Linked DNA regions of Anas platyrhynchos: region 1 is linked to region 2. Evidence: chromatin contacts called from public Hi-C data. All regions are on one chromosome and are shown on one strand. The core of a region is the stretch at or near the end of the contact, and the rest is flanking DNA. Distances in the headings are between cores, read along the strand shown.

The links. A called contact is a pair of places that touch in the nucleus more often than the background predicts.
Region 1: a Hi-C map of subcutaneous adipose tissue shows a contact between it and region 2, with 2.5 times the contacts expected there. The contact joins the promoter of DYNLT3 here to the promoter of PRRG1 in region 2. A contact is called at or near these places in 2 of 8 Hi-C or Micro-C datasets (liver and subcutaneous adipose tissue).

The regions. Positions count from the first base shown.
Region 1 is chr1:121,901,405-121,908,149 of IASCAAS_PekinDuck_T2T, forward strand. DYNLT3 (dynein light chain Tctex-type 3) reads right to left here and starts at 1,609. Exons shown (of 5, transcript XM_027449018.3): 1 at 1,462-1,609; 2 at 1,003-1,044. The coding sequence starts at 1,491.
Region 2 is chr1:121,728,798-121,735,277 of IASCAAS_PekinDuck_T2T, forward strand. PRRG1 (proline rich and Gla domain 1) reads left to right here and starts at 2,969. Exons shown (of 3, transcript XM_072027603.1): 1 at 2,969-3,094. The coding sequence starts at 3,007.

The sequences.
Region 1 (6,745 bases), core at 359-2,858, 170 kb after region 2:
CAATGGAAACAAACATAGAGCAGAAGGTAAGAGAGGAACAAGGATGCTTAGTGATCCCTTCAGGTATTTTGGTCTTTTCCAGAAATGTATCCAATGCCAGAACTCTCCAGCTCCAGTTAAGCCTTAAATCAGAGGTACAAACACTTGGCTTTACTCCCAGCATCAGATGTAAAAATAAAGAGAACCTGTCTGGCCTTTCAAGGCAGGGACAGTTATATAAGGGGTTGAACTGTCATTTACCTGACATCTAAGAGCTTGCTGTTATGACCCGGAGCAGCTCTAGAAATACAATCCTTTCCTTTCCTGACAGGGCAGGTAGGAAAGGACCTGCAGGGTCCCTCTAGAAATTTCTTTATAAAAATGGTATTTCCCTGTAAAACCTGACAATCATCTGTATGCCAAGGGCTCTTCATTACTCACTTTCTAGTTACCTGGCATTTATTTTGGACCATCAGGCTACTCATTCTCAGCCTGCTCTTTTCGTGTAAAAATATATATATTTTTTAAATTGATAGTTAACAACCTCATGTAGACCAACCTGTTGCTCAAGCCAAGGCTAAACTTCCAAGTTTCAGCAGGTTGATGAGGCTTTGTCCAGTCACGTTTTTATAGTATCTAAGGATGGAGACTTCACAAGCTCTGTGCATCCTGCCCTAGTGATTATCTACTCTCTAGCTGGATAAAGGAAAACAAAAAATATAATAAATTTCCCCATGCAACCTGTGGCTGTCATCCCTTGTCTTTCCAATGTAATGCAAACTGTTTCTCCCTTCTCTCTGCCACCTTCTCCCCACTAGGTAGTTGGGGATGGTAACTAGATGAAGCTTAAAGCAGTTCCAAATGAAGCTCTGCATAATTTGGTATTAATAGTAGTTTATGTTTTGTGTAAATTTGAATTTATCTGGTGTGGTTAATTGACAGTTTCTCTTTTCACTGTATTGTGAAGTAAGGGAAAGAGTCTCTTTGAAATCACAACATGTTGGTTAAATGGCTAACACCTACCTCCTTAACTATGTTGTGGGCCTCGTCAGCGTTGAAGATCATCTGTAACAGAAATTAATTATTTTTTATTTCTGACAGAGAAGAAAACACATAATGCAGTTTTAAAGCCCCACTTTAGTCCCAGCACTACACGCCTGTTATTTAGCGTTGTTTTGCCAGCGACCTTTGAGTGGGTCCAAAAAGCTCCTCAGCGTGCCCACAAACCACTTGATTTTGCGCTTCCCACGGAGATTAAAGACCACCACTGCCTATGCCATATGTCAGGATATTCCCCAAAACAAGAAGTTAGGTGGCAAACCGGGCGAGGGCAGAAGCCTCAGGGCCAGAGCGGCCGTAATGGAGGCGGGCGGCTGCAGAGAGGCGAGAGGGGACCCCCGGCAGGGCAGCCCCAGACCCCAGCCGGCACGGGCAGGGCCGAGCCGAAGCCCCAGCCCCGAGCCCCGGCAGGGGGACCCCTACCTCGTCGTTGTGGGGGTGAAAGTCCTCCATGGCCCCGGCACAGGCGGCGGCTGTTCCGGCAGCGGCGGCTCCTCCGCGTCCTGCGCGGCTCCGCCTCGGCGGGGCGGTGCCGGCGGCGCCATGAGGCGGGCGGCGGGGGGCGCTGCGGGGCCGGCGGCATGGCGGGGCGGGGCGGGGACGGGGCCTGAGGTGGCTGAGGGGCTGCAGGGGCACTGCGTGGGCGAGTTGGAGCTCTCCTGCTCTGTCCTGCCCTCCCATGACATATCACGACATATCTCGACATATCATAACATATCATGTCCTGCTCTGCCCTTCCCTGCCCTGCCCGGCTGTGTCCCCGGCGGCCATACAGGGCGGCAGCACGCCTCATCCTGGTGCCTTCGCCATAAAGGCAGTGAAATACTTGTTCCTAGCTCTAATATTATATATATTATATCCCCCTTGTGGTGAACATAAGGAGCTCGAGGCACAGGGCATGCAACAGGAGAAGTTCCTGCTGAGGAGCAATCGTGTTTTTATGCCCCCTCCCTGTTTGTGGATCAGTGCAAAGTGTCTGACACAAAGCTGTCAGTACGTTTTAGTAATGGTGACTTGCAATGAGCGGTTCTTCCACTTTATAATAAAGAAATACTCACTATAAAAACAGGTGTAAAAAAATAGGGTCTTCTCTCTCCCCATGAAGTTGCCTGGGGAACACGAAAGAGGCCTACTATCAGTGCAGATTTTTCAAGTTACGGGGGGTTTATTCTGCCATTTGGGGGGAAGCTCTTTGTTTTTTTATTGCCCCCTCTGATACTGTTCTCGTCTTTCTAAACCAGACTGAAGGTGAGATAGGAGGCCAAGGCTGCATCCTTTCTACTTTCAGTTTTGGTGGCATATATTTGGAAATATACGTGCATAAAAGAGTGCCTCTTGTTCAGTGTTAATTGTACGCTAATTGGAAAAACTCTGAAACATGGCAGTACAGGGGGAAACAAAGCTAAACGTTTTTATATTGCCTTGTTTTGAAGGTGGCTTTCACATTTAATTTTTGCTAATGGGTATAGTAGGATGAGAAGGCTGAACATGAAGAGTAAATCTCTTTAAAAGCAGATCTTTATGAAGAAGCACACATGGATGTAATCATTGGGGAGGGGGGGCATAAAAAAATCTCCTTCAGTATAAAGTTTTTTCTGTGCTGACTTGCACAATATTTTCCTGGGCTTTCACGATATGCAGCTATTACAAGTAAAACAAAATATCTTTTTATGTGTTATTGGTTCAAAACTAGGGATAAAATTTTGTGTTTATTTTTAAAAAAATAAAAGCTAGTGGAAGCCCATGTTGTATTTGCACTGGCAACCAGGAGAAAAAGCTAACAGCACTAAAAAGGACTTAGCCTTGGATCTTGTTCATTTTTTTTATCCTCTGTATTTTCAGAGATCTTTGTATCTTTGACGTGCAGTACACTATCAAATGAAACCAGCTGCTAACCATTTTCAGCTCTCTTTAGAAATACTCAGAGAAATACCTTCTTTGTAACAATCATCTTAGCAGATTCCATGAAAAATCAGGTTCCTGAATGACTGACGTGTGTGTGCATGTTTGTGTTGATGTCCCAATGCAAAAAAAAAAAAAAAAAAAAAAAAGGCCCGTTCTTCCCCCCCTCTGCCATTTACAGACAGAAGGACAGCAGGAGATCTGTCAGGCTCAGCTCAATACCCAGGGAGCTATTAGGTTATAAAATGGCAGAACAAGTTATTAATCCAGGAAGTGTTTACAAATAAACACCCAATGTCACCCCCAAACAGCCAGCACAGATTTATCAAGAGTATATGTCAAACAATCTGATTGTAATCTTTGGGAGGACAAATGGTTTAATGGATGAGGGGGAAGTAAATAGTAGGCATGTTATTATGTAGTGAATGTGTCTTGTTATGCTCTCACACGTAAATTTCACTTGAAGTAAGAATCTATCATCTAGGGAAAAGGTAACCCTAATGAAGGGTTATCAAAGTAAGAGAAATAAACACCAGAAGACCTTTTATTTTTTTTTTCCCCTCCCCAAGAGCTAATCAGCATTAGCAGCAATAACTGGAATCATGCAATAAAAATGATGCTTATGAAGGCTTTTTAATGACAGCATGTTGAAAGAAGTTACAAGCATGTTGACTGACAGGATCAAAATTACGAATACTGAATAGGCTGGAGAAATCAACAAGAAGGAATCTCATAAAAAATAAAAACTACTATCTAAAACCAACATCAAACGCACAGATGCAAAATGGGGACTAATTGGCTAGGCAGTAATGTTGCAGGAATTTCAGTAAATGGGAAGCGAAGTATGATGTTAGAAAAAACTAAATACATTGAAGAATATCATGAAAGGCACAGAAGGCAATTATGTGGTTCTCAGTGTTTGCCAGGCATCAAATGTAATTCTCTGCCCAGTGTGGTGTCAGGACAGAGACACAAAAACAATTCCTCCTGAAGGCAGCAAGACTGAAAGGAAGCTTAGAAAATGTGATTTGTGGAGGAACTGCATTTGGTTTATATCTTTTCCCCAGTCTTTCTTGTAGGTGTCCCAGTGTGTAGCAATTTAGTGAAAAATGATTAACAGGCCAATATATGACAAAAGATAGGACAAGAAATAATGGGTTTAATTTGAACTAAGAGAGTAAGAGAGGTTTTTGTTAAATATTAGGGGGGGAGGAAATCCAAGTATGAGTAATAAAGCACTGAAGCAGACCTGGTTTTGGAATCACCTTCTCTGGATCAATAACACATTAGGTAACATCTACCAGGCATCCAGCTAGCCTGCATTCTCCTTTAGAGAGCATTAAATCAGCTTTTGAGATAGTTATAGACTTACATTTTTTTAGCTTTCATAACAATTGAGTGGTTATTTTCCTCTTCTTTCTTTTCTTCCTGTTTTTTTTTTTTTTTTTTTTTTTCCTGAACCAATTCATTTTTCACCTAATATCAATTACCAAAAGCACCAATATTTTTCCTTTTCTTTTTTTCCTTGGGAATGACTAATGCTATTACTGATTTTACAAGAGTAATGCTAAATTGTAATAAGGAGCCGTACACTTCTTTTCAAGGGGAGTTACCTGATTATGTTGCTCAATTCTTTATTACACTGCTGCAAAATGAAAGCTGGAAAATGCAAATGGCTTGCAGTGTAATTAGTTCTGTGAACTGTGATAGGAAATGTGAAAAGTGCTGAAAGAGATGGCTCAGAAATGCAACCCGAAATTTGAAAGCACTGAAGCCTTTCATCCAAATGCTGAACAGGAGCTCTTAAAAGACTGGAAATAAACAGATCAGCTCAAGACATTTTTTGATTAAAAGCAAATATTTGAAGAAGATTTGGACTGCTGGAAAGAGGGCAGGCTGTGCAGGCTATGAAGATTCACCGCTGCTTGTACAAAGGCAGTAAAAAATGTGAATACCCATACAGCTAAAATTGTATGGCTTCTCTCTCACTTCCAGCAAATTTTTCCTTCAGCTGTTGTAAACATCTTAAACCTTCATCTACCTTAAAACACTGATGTCAAAATCAGTTGAATACTGGTATTTAATTCTTCTGACTGAGTTCCTAAGCTACATGTGGCTGGATGCTGGAGGGAGAATCAGCATGTGCTGCTCTTGTTCTTGCTCTCTTCCTACGCATTCGCTACTCATTACTGCAGGAATGGAGCAGTGGATCAGATGGACGTTTGGCCTGATCTCTACAGCAGCTTTTATGTTGGACAGATCATGGGTACTTGGTCCTAGCTGTAGTTTTAATGATTCACTTTCCTGATTTTTTTTTTTCCTGAGAGCTGTTTTAATGATAGCTGCAAGTGACTTACTCGAACTCCTCCGGAGAGCTAAATGCCCACTCAACAATTGTTTAAAAAGTTCTCAGTGAATTGTCAGAGACATCACTATTTCCATAGCTACAAATGGTCTGTCAAGGCGGATTCTGTATTTTTGGAATCTTCGGGGTACTGGGAGATCATGTTGTGATCATGACTGAGAACATGAGTGCAGTGCAGAGCTTGGCAAGCTGCTTCATGCAGCACAGTAGCAACAACTGCTACAGGTGGAACTGCTGCTGCTGCATCAGCCTGCTGCTGGCTGCTGGTCAGCTCAGCTGCAGAGAGCATGGCGTTTGCTGGCACAGCTGAGTTGCAAAGGCTTGAGTAAAGTGGCTGCATTGCAATCACTTGCTGGCTCCCTTGGAGACTGATTTGAGTTCAGATGAGCTTTGTAATCTGACAATGTACACGGTAAATTTTAGGGTTAACCTCGACCAGCTGACACTGTGTTATATGCATTAAGTATTTATTGTTTGTAGTCTGTGTTTAAGATACACATCAAGGTAGAATAATTTTCCAGTGTTGGTAAGTGTGTGTAGCACCCACTGTAGAGACTTACCCATTTAAATGATCCAGAACAATAATATTAGCATTATGACATCAGATAAATAAATGCATATGACGTTTTAATTCTGTTTCATGGTTAATATTATCTGTATTTTTGGAAGCTTTTTTTCTGTAGGCAAAGTTTACATGATGTATTTGGTGTGAGAGTGAAGCAACAACAGTGTACTCAAGTTAGATTTCCAAGTACATAGAATTTTCTGATGCTACACATTTTTTAAATGTGCAATAACAACATACTTGGTAAAAGTAAATGGTCAGCCAGCTAATTATGTGTCTTCAAAAGAACAAACTAAAAGCACAAACTAAAGTAAATGCTTACCTGCATCATGCAGCAAGTGTTGCTTTATGTGCTTCTTGGCTTTGAAAGTATGGTACTACGAGCTTTTGAAGGAATAACAATTTCTTTCTTAATGAATTCATATGAAAAATGTTCTATTTTTTTTTTTTATGAATCATTTGGTATCAAACAACTGCAAGTTGTTTCGGAGTTTTAGCTGCAAGACTCTATTTCATTATTTAGAATGCTTTAAACTTCAGTTATTTGGTCAAATACTGTCTGTGTAATTGTCTACTTCATGTTCAATATTTTTGGAAGATTAGAGCAAAACTGTCTAGGATATTTCCTAAAATGAGCTACATGAAAATATTAGATTTTCACTGGAGTGGAAATATTGACAGTTTTTACAGCATTTTATTTTTAGAATGTCTAACACCCTTCTATTCTAGAATAAAAAGAATGATTTGGCAAGGAGTTCATCCTAATGTTAAGAGCAAATCTTATGAGAATTTTATGAAAACCCACCCAAATGAGTCTAATTATAAATCTCAGGAAAATTGTTTGCACAGTTTTTTAGAGTAAGTTTGTTAGAGGT
Region 2 (6,480 bases), core at 1,719-4,218:
GTGTTTACTCGCTGAGATGAACATAAAACTTCAGATATGACATAAAACTTCAAAATTATTTCTATTTCATGATAGAAATTAGGGATAAATTGAGGTTTAAGACCTTTTCGTGAAAACAGAGAGTCATTCAGCTTAACAAGGAGTTGAGAGCTTTGGGTGGCAGATAGGTTACTACTGCTGTAGTGAGTACCTGAGTGTTTATATAAAGTGGAACACCTCTAAGAAGCGAGACACAGCTGTTTACCCACCTCATATATGAGAAGTAGAAAAGCAGGGATCTTAATTTGTTTTCAATTCCAATGAAAATACTTAAACAGCAAATCTGTTGCCACCACTAATGCATCTCTTTCTGTCAGAAATTCCACCTTGGAAGCAAGATACCTCTCCCAATTTATTATTATGCTATATCCTTAAAAATGAAAATTTCTGGAGAGAAAGTCTACATAACTGTAAGCTTCCCTCATAAGTTCTATTTAAGGACTGTTCTGCTTTTATGCCTCCTCTACTTCCAGTAAGTCTCAATGAGAATTTGTTCTCTTCCAATATAACTGTGACATTTCTTGTCCTCCAATCACAGAGTCCTTTTTAACTTTTTTATTGCCCTTTTGAGATTTTGGCTCAAAGCCTTCACAAACAAACTATGCAATGTGTCTGGAATCAAGAAAGTACTGCATAATTATTAAGTTAAATATTGTCTCTTATTCCTTATAAAGAATTTTTTGTCTATAGCCTTTTCCGGTTATTTCCCAGTCATCTGCTACTAAATTAAATAGGTATGGTCAAATACTACATAGTTAAGCAACCTGTGGCAAGCATTCATAGATTATTACAGAAGAACTACCTGCCTTCCAAAGAAAGGCAAATGCAAATTTATCACTCTTTGAGACAGAACCTATAGTGGTTTGTACCTGCCTCCATTGTCCAGCCAGACTGCAGGGAAATTGTTTAATTCCAGGCATCCACATGGCTTGGGGGTTTCCTTCACTCCTTAAAGATTAAATTAACAATTACCAAAGCTTGCCCATTCCTCATACTAGAGTCCGTGGATCAGATCTCATGTGTCTGTTTGCCTGTGAGAGAGCCACCACCAGGGGAGTCCCTCATTTTGTCTGCTATGTGCACCAGGCTATTTGGAAGAAAACAGACCAATGTCTTGGTTGATGAAAATAATAGAGAATAGGAACTCCTGGAAGTTCTTTTTCATTAGGCATCAAAGCATTAGAATCAGGTGCCAAGACGCTGAAAAATATGTTAAGCTCTAGATTCAGGATGGGACAGCCTTAGCAGCATCAGGATTGGGAGTCAAATCTAAGATCTGTGACCCATCCATATGCACCTCCTGAGCTCCAAATGCTGCAGCAGCCTACACCTACCCCTATGCAAGAGCAGTTGCCTTCCTCCTCATTCTCTCTAACAGCAGCACCAATTTGCCAAACCCAGGTTCCAGCCAACTACATGGAAAGGAAATAAAGAGGAAACAAGAAGTGTTGCTGCTCCACACCGCAGTAGGGAAGAGGTGGAGATGAGAAGAGTGGACTGCTTCTGCTGCCATGCAGTCAGAGGGACAGAATGAGCTACCATATATCCTCAGTCTCCCTGACCAGCAGGGACAATTGCCTCTCAAACACCTGTGCTAGGTTGTAGCAGGCAGAAAGAAATTCAGCATTTTACATGAAAATTGGTCCTCGTCACCTACAAGAAAATGCAAAAGGCCAGATGCGAGCATTTTGAGGAAGGCATCTTACTCTCACGTCATGTAAGGGAGCCTGCTACTATTTTTTGTTCACACCACGGAAATTTCAGTTGGTATTATTTTAGCACAAACTTGAGGCCATCTGTCATTCTGAAGAATATTCCACTCCAAGATAGAAAGTGTATCCAAAATTTGCATCTTTCCCATCATTTATTTAGTAAAATATTTTTAAAGTTGCAGCTGAGTCATAATGTGCCCTTTTATTTTTATTGCATTTGAACCTAATTGGTATATGTATATTGAATTACACCACACAGTTTCATTTCTGAAAATAAATAAAACATTAGGTTAGTGAATTATGTGTCTGTAATTCAAAATAGAGGATCTGGTGTTTCATGCCAAAAGGCAAACTCTAAATGGAAAGTGAAGTTATCTGTATTGAAAAGTAGTAAAAATCCTATAACTTAAAGTATATCTTTTGTTCTAAAAATACATGTTTTCTCTGAATTCCTTCTTCATAGCACTGGAAATGCCTTTTTAAAACAAAAAAGTATGATCAACATAAGCAAAAATAGCGTTTGTCTCACTGTTGCAATCATTATTTTTGAGGAGGGTTGGTTGATACTGGATTGGGTTGTTATTGGTGGAAGGTACTAAAGATGTAGGTCTGATAGACCTGACAGACTCGGCTAGATAATAATTTATATGGGACCTCCTGAGGGCCTTTTGTTGTCAGGGCCGTAGCCAAGTTTCAAAGAGCCTAGGTATTTCGTCTGCCATTGATTCAAAGGAGTTGAATTTCTAGATTATTCTGTAAAAGTACTTTTATTTGAATTCTGATGGTCTCAACTGACATATATGAAAACGCTGACTTTAAATTAGAAGTCAAGATCCACTGAAGACGCAGAGACATGCCTGAACTATTGCAAACCGTGTCTCAGCTTTCCATTACCTACACATCTACGTGGCCAAGCTGTTACCCCATTCCTTTTTCTCCTGATTGCCAGCAGGATAAAGTTAAAACGTAAAAAGGAGCGGGACACAGCATCACAACCCACTATCAACCGAAAACCATTAAGCACAAAGGCGGCGGCAACATAAAGCAGGAAAAACACTGTATTTTCTGCATATTTATTTTCCCTCACCCCCTCAACCCCCTGAGGACAACATGGCGGCGCCCCCGCCCCTCACCCGCTGGGCGCGAAGCCCCCCCCGGCCATGTTCTTGGGGGCGGGGCTTCCCATTGGCCACGCCCCCCCCTCCTCCGCCCGGGCCGGGTGGCGGAGGTGCCCCCCCCTCCCTCCCCGTGGCGCATGCGCCCTGCGGCCGCCGCCGTGCGGCGGGGAGCCGGGGGGCAGCGGCAGCGCTGGGGCGGCGGCGGCTCCGCGCCTGCCTCGGGCGGTGAGTGCGGGGCGGCGGGCAGCGGGGAGGGGAGGGGATGGAAGGGGGTAGGATGGGATGGGGGAGAGCTGCCCAGGGAGAGCGTGAAGGGAAAGGAGTGTGCCTGAGCTCCCGATCTGCTCGCCGAGTGCTGTGCAAATCGGCGTTCATTGCTCTGCTTCGAGTATTGAAGTATAAAATGCTCCTGTGTCTGTGCCCATCGCCGCCTGAACACCTCAGCGCTTGGCAAATGCACGCCCTGCTTCCTTGTCTAGGGGGAGTTTTGTAGTTGCTGTACTCCTGTGTGAAGGAGGTGGGCTCCTTATAGGCAAAAATATATATATATTTTTTTGTGTGTGATCCTCTTAAGGTCTTTTGCTTTCAGGCTCTCAGTTCAATTCTGAACTTCTCTGCTGCTTTCCCTTGCCCTTTCATAAACTCCTATCAACTGTGTTTCAAGAGCGCTGTCTTTGTCTGGCTCATGTCACTAGTGTCTATTTATCTCCAGCCTCCAAAGACAGGCTGATTTCCCCTCCCGTCTCTCCCCACATCCCTTGCTTCCTCTCCCCTTCGACATTATAAACAAAAGTACTTGCAGTGCACAGTAGAAAATAATACGGAACTGGTCAGGGAGTGGATTAAATGACCTCATGTCTGTTCTGCTGCCAGCTATTTTTGTTTGAGTTCAGATGTCAGTAACTATTTGACCTCTTGAAATCTAATCTGACAATACCCAGGCTTTTCCTTGTTTACCTTTGTTCTATTTACTCAGTCCCGTTCAGTAAAATGTGAGACTCACTTGTAAAGTTTGAAGTAAGCTTATACCATTCTCTTTTTGCCATTAGTTTTGATGGTACTAATTATCAAGTGACTTGTGCTTTAACCAAGGTTGCTGAATATCATTATTAAAATAGCTACATTTCAAAAGCAAAGCCTATCCGCAAACAGCGTTAAAGAAATTGCATGCTAACCACCTAAAATCACACCCTGTGTTTTGGCTTACTAGTCATGTATTTGTTGAAAGCTGATAGATGCATGTTTCAGGCTGGGGCTCACTTTTAAAGATGTTTTTAAAGATTATTTTTTTACTTTGGGTAAAAGTTACACACCTTTTCAGAAATACATTCGTAAAAACTGATGAGAAACGTTTCTACAACCCAGCTCCATTATGTTGGAATTTAGGGCAAAGACTCCTAAAACAATACAGTGACAAATGAAATGTTGCCTGTTCTCAAACTAAGAGTGCCTCCTTGTGTAATTTTTTTCTGAGTAGACGTCCTAGAGGCTTGAGATCACTCAAATCTCATTCATTGCACTGTGCTGTGTACCTGCTCAGTGGAGGGTTTCTTTTCAAGCATTTGAACCCACCTTCTCACGTTGCTTCTGAAACAACTGTTGAAAGTTGGCATCTCGTGTTTTATGATTATCCACTCAACATACTTCTGGTTTTTCAGCATAGCGGTCAGTCTGCTCCAATAAGATTACTCCAGCAGTGGTCAGGTTAAGTAATACTAAAACACGGAGGGAAGACATGTGAAAGGTAACATTGGAATAGGTTAGCATAGTTCGTTTTCTTGCCTGAAACTGCAGAACTTCTTTTTTTTCACAGAACTGTAGAATATATGAGATGTATTTTGTTTACAGCAAGACATTATCTGCTATTGTTGTAATTCTGGATATTCCTGTTCCTCTGAGCTCTTTGCTTCCCTATAGTGTCATAATAAATTCCATGAATCAATTTCAAGGATCAGTTTACACCAATTCCTCCTTAAATCCCTGTCTCTAAATTAACTGCCTAGTGTGTAGTATCTGTTATGATTAGCCATATTTCTATGTGTTTAATACTCAACATGGAAGAATTATTCCTTTTGGGCTCAAAAAGCATGAATTTGTTAGCTCAATGGGTTTTTTGTTAGGTGGTTTATAGGAATGCTGCCAGACAGGGACATTCATCAGACGTGAACTTCTGCACCTGCCTGTGCCTTCAGGTTTATCGGTGTGCTATTTACTGACCTTGTGTGTATTTTTCAGCTCTTATTTGTAGAGTCTTACTCTCCAAGCTATTTGCTAAAGCTGGGAGAGGAGAAGCACCTTCCTGGTTGTTCTTTTTTCCCTTGTCCCCCTTCTCACTGCTGAGGGAAAGAGGTCTCAGCAGCAGTATCATTAGCAAACTCTTGCCCATCTTCCTATAGATTTGTCCTGCGGCAACTGAAATTAGCACAGCCCTTGACATTTTCTTTCAGTACAGCTGAGCAGTCTGAGTGTCAGACGTGAAACGGACTCGCTGTGCTATTTTCTGTTTGCTGCTGCTGCTTATCAGGGCAGTGGGCAGCAGCAACATAAAGGCATGGCTTAGGCTGGGGAACCAAGTGCGTGGCTTTGTAAGCAGCTTAACAGATCTGAGTGTGCCCTGCTGCTTGAAGACAAGAGTTCTTGCTTTTTCCTTCCATCCCTGTGAGGTTTTGCGTTTTGACCACCTCCCCAGTAGTAGTCCCAGTAGTGTGCAGTCAGCTGGGCCAGGGAGCTGATTTGCTTTAAAACGGAAAGTCAAAGTGACTTGTGGGCTCACACACACGCAGAAGGATTTCCACTGGGCTAGCTCTGGCCTGCTGGCCACAGGGCCACCAGCCAAACCCCATGGTGTTGGCTCATGGGAGGGAGCAGGCTGTTGTGGGGGGGACCACCTGCCCGGACAGCAGCTTCATTTGGGATTGATGTATGTGGACTCTTAGCAAAGCATCAGCATTTCAGTAACTTTCTCTGCTGACATCCTGAGAGAGCAGCAGCAAGCTGCACAGAGGGGAAGGCACAAGGAGGATCTTTAAGAGGGGCAAGGACCTGGTGAATAGGTCTGGGGGAGCAAAGTCCAAGTGAGGAGCGAGGTGAACACACTCGTCCTTAATGGAAAGGCCCTTCATGCCAAGCTATAAAGACATGACCAGCTACAAGCTTGCCACATCTGTGTTGTCTTGGAAGAAATGAAATGTCAAAGCAATTTCGCTATGGCTGGTCTTCAGGAACTCTTGGCAAAGGTTTGATGAAATTTCTGGGCAGGTGAAATGATCTACAAAGAAATACAAAAAGTGGAGATGCAGCTGCTGGTGGGCAGAAATCCTGGGAATGTTCTCCATTGCCTCCTGCAGTGTATTTCTTATGTAAATGTAAACAGAATTAACCAAATTAAAAAAAAAATATATATATATCAGTGATCTATTTGTTTGCATTAGAAGACTCCTCTCCCACATTCCTTAGGTGCTGGGGTAAGTGTACAGCTTGTAGGGGTAGGGGGAACACCTCCCACTGCCACCTTTTAAATCTTCAAGGAACAAATGTTAGATGTGTAGATGCTGGTAGAGGACCTTTCTGTTGCAATAAAGTTTTCAACAATTAACTATTTTAACTCTGTG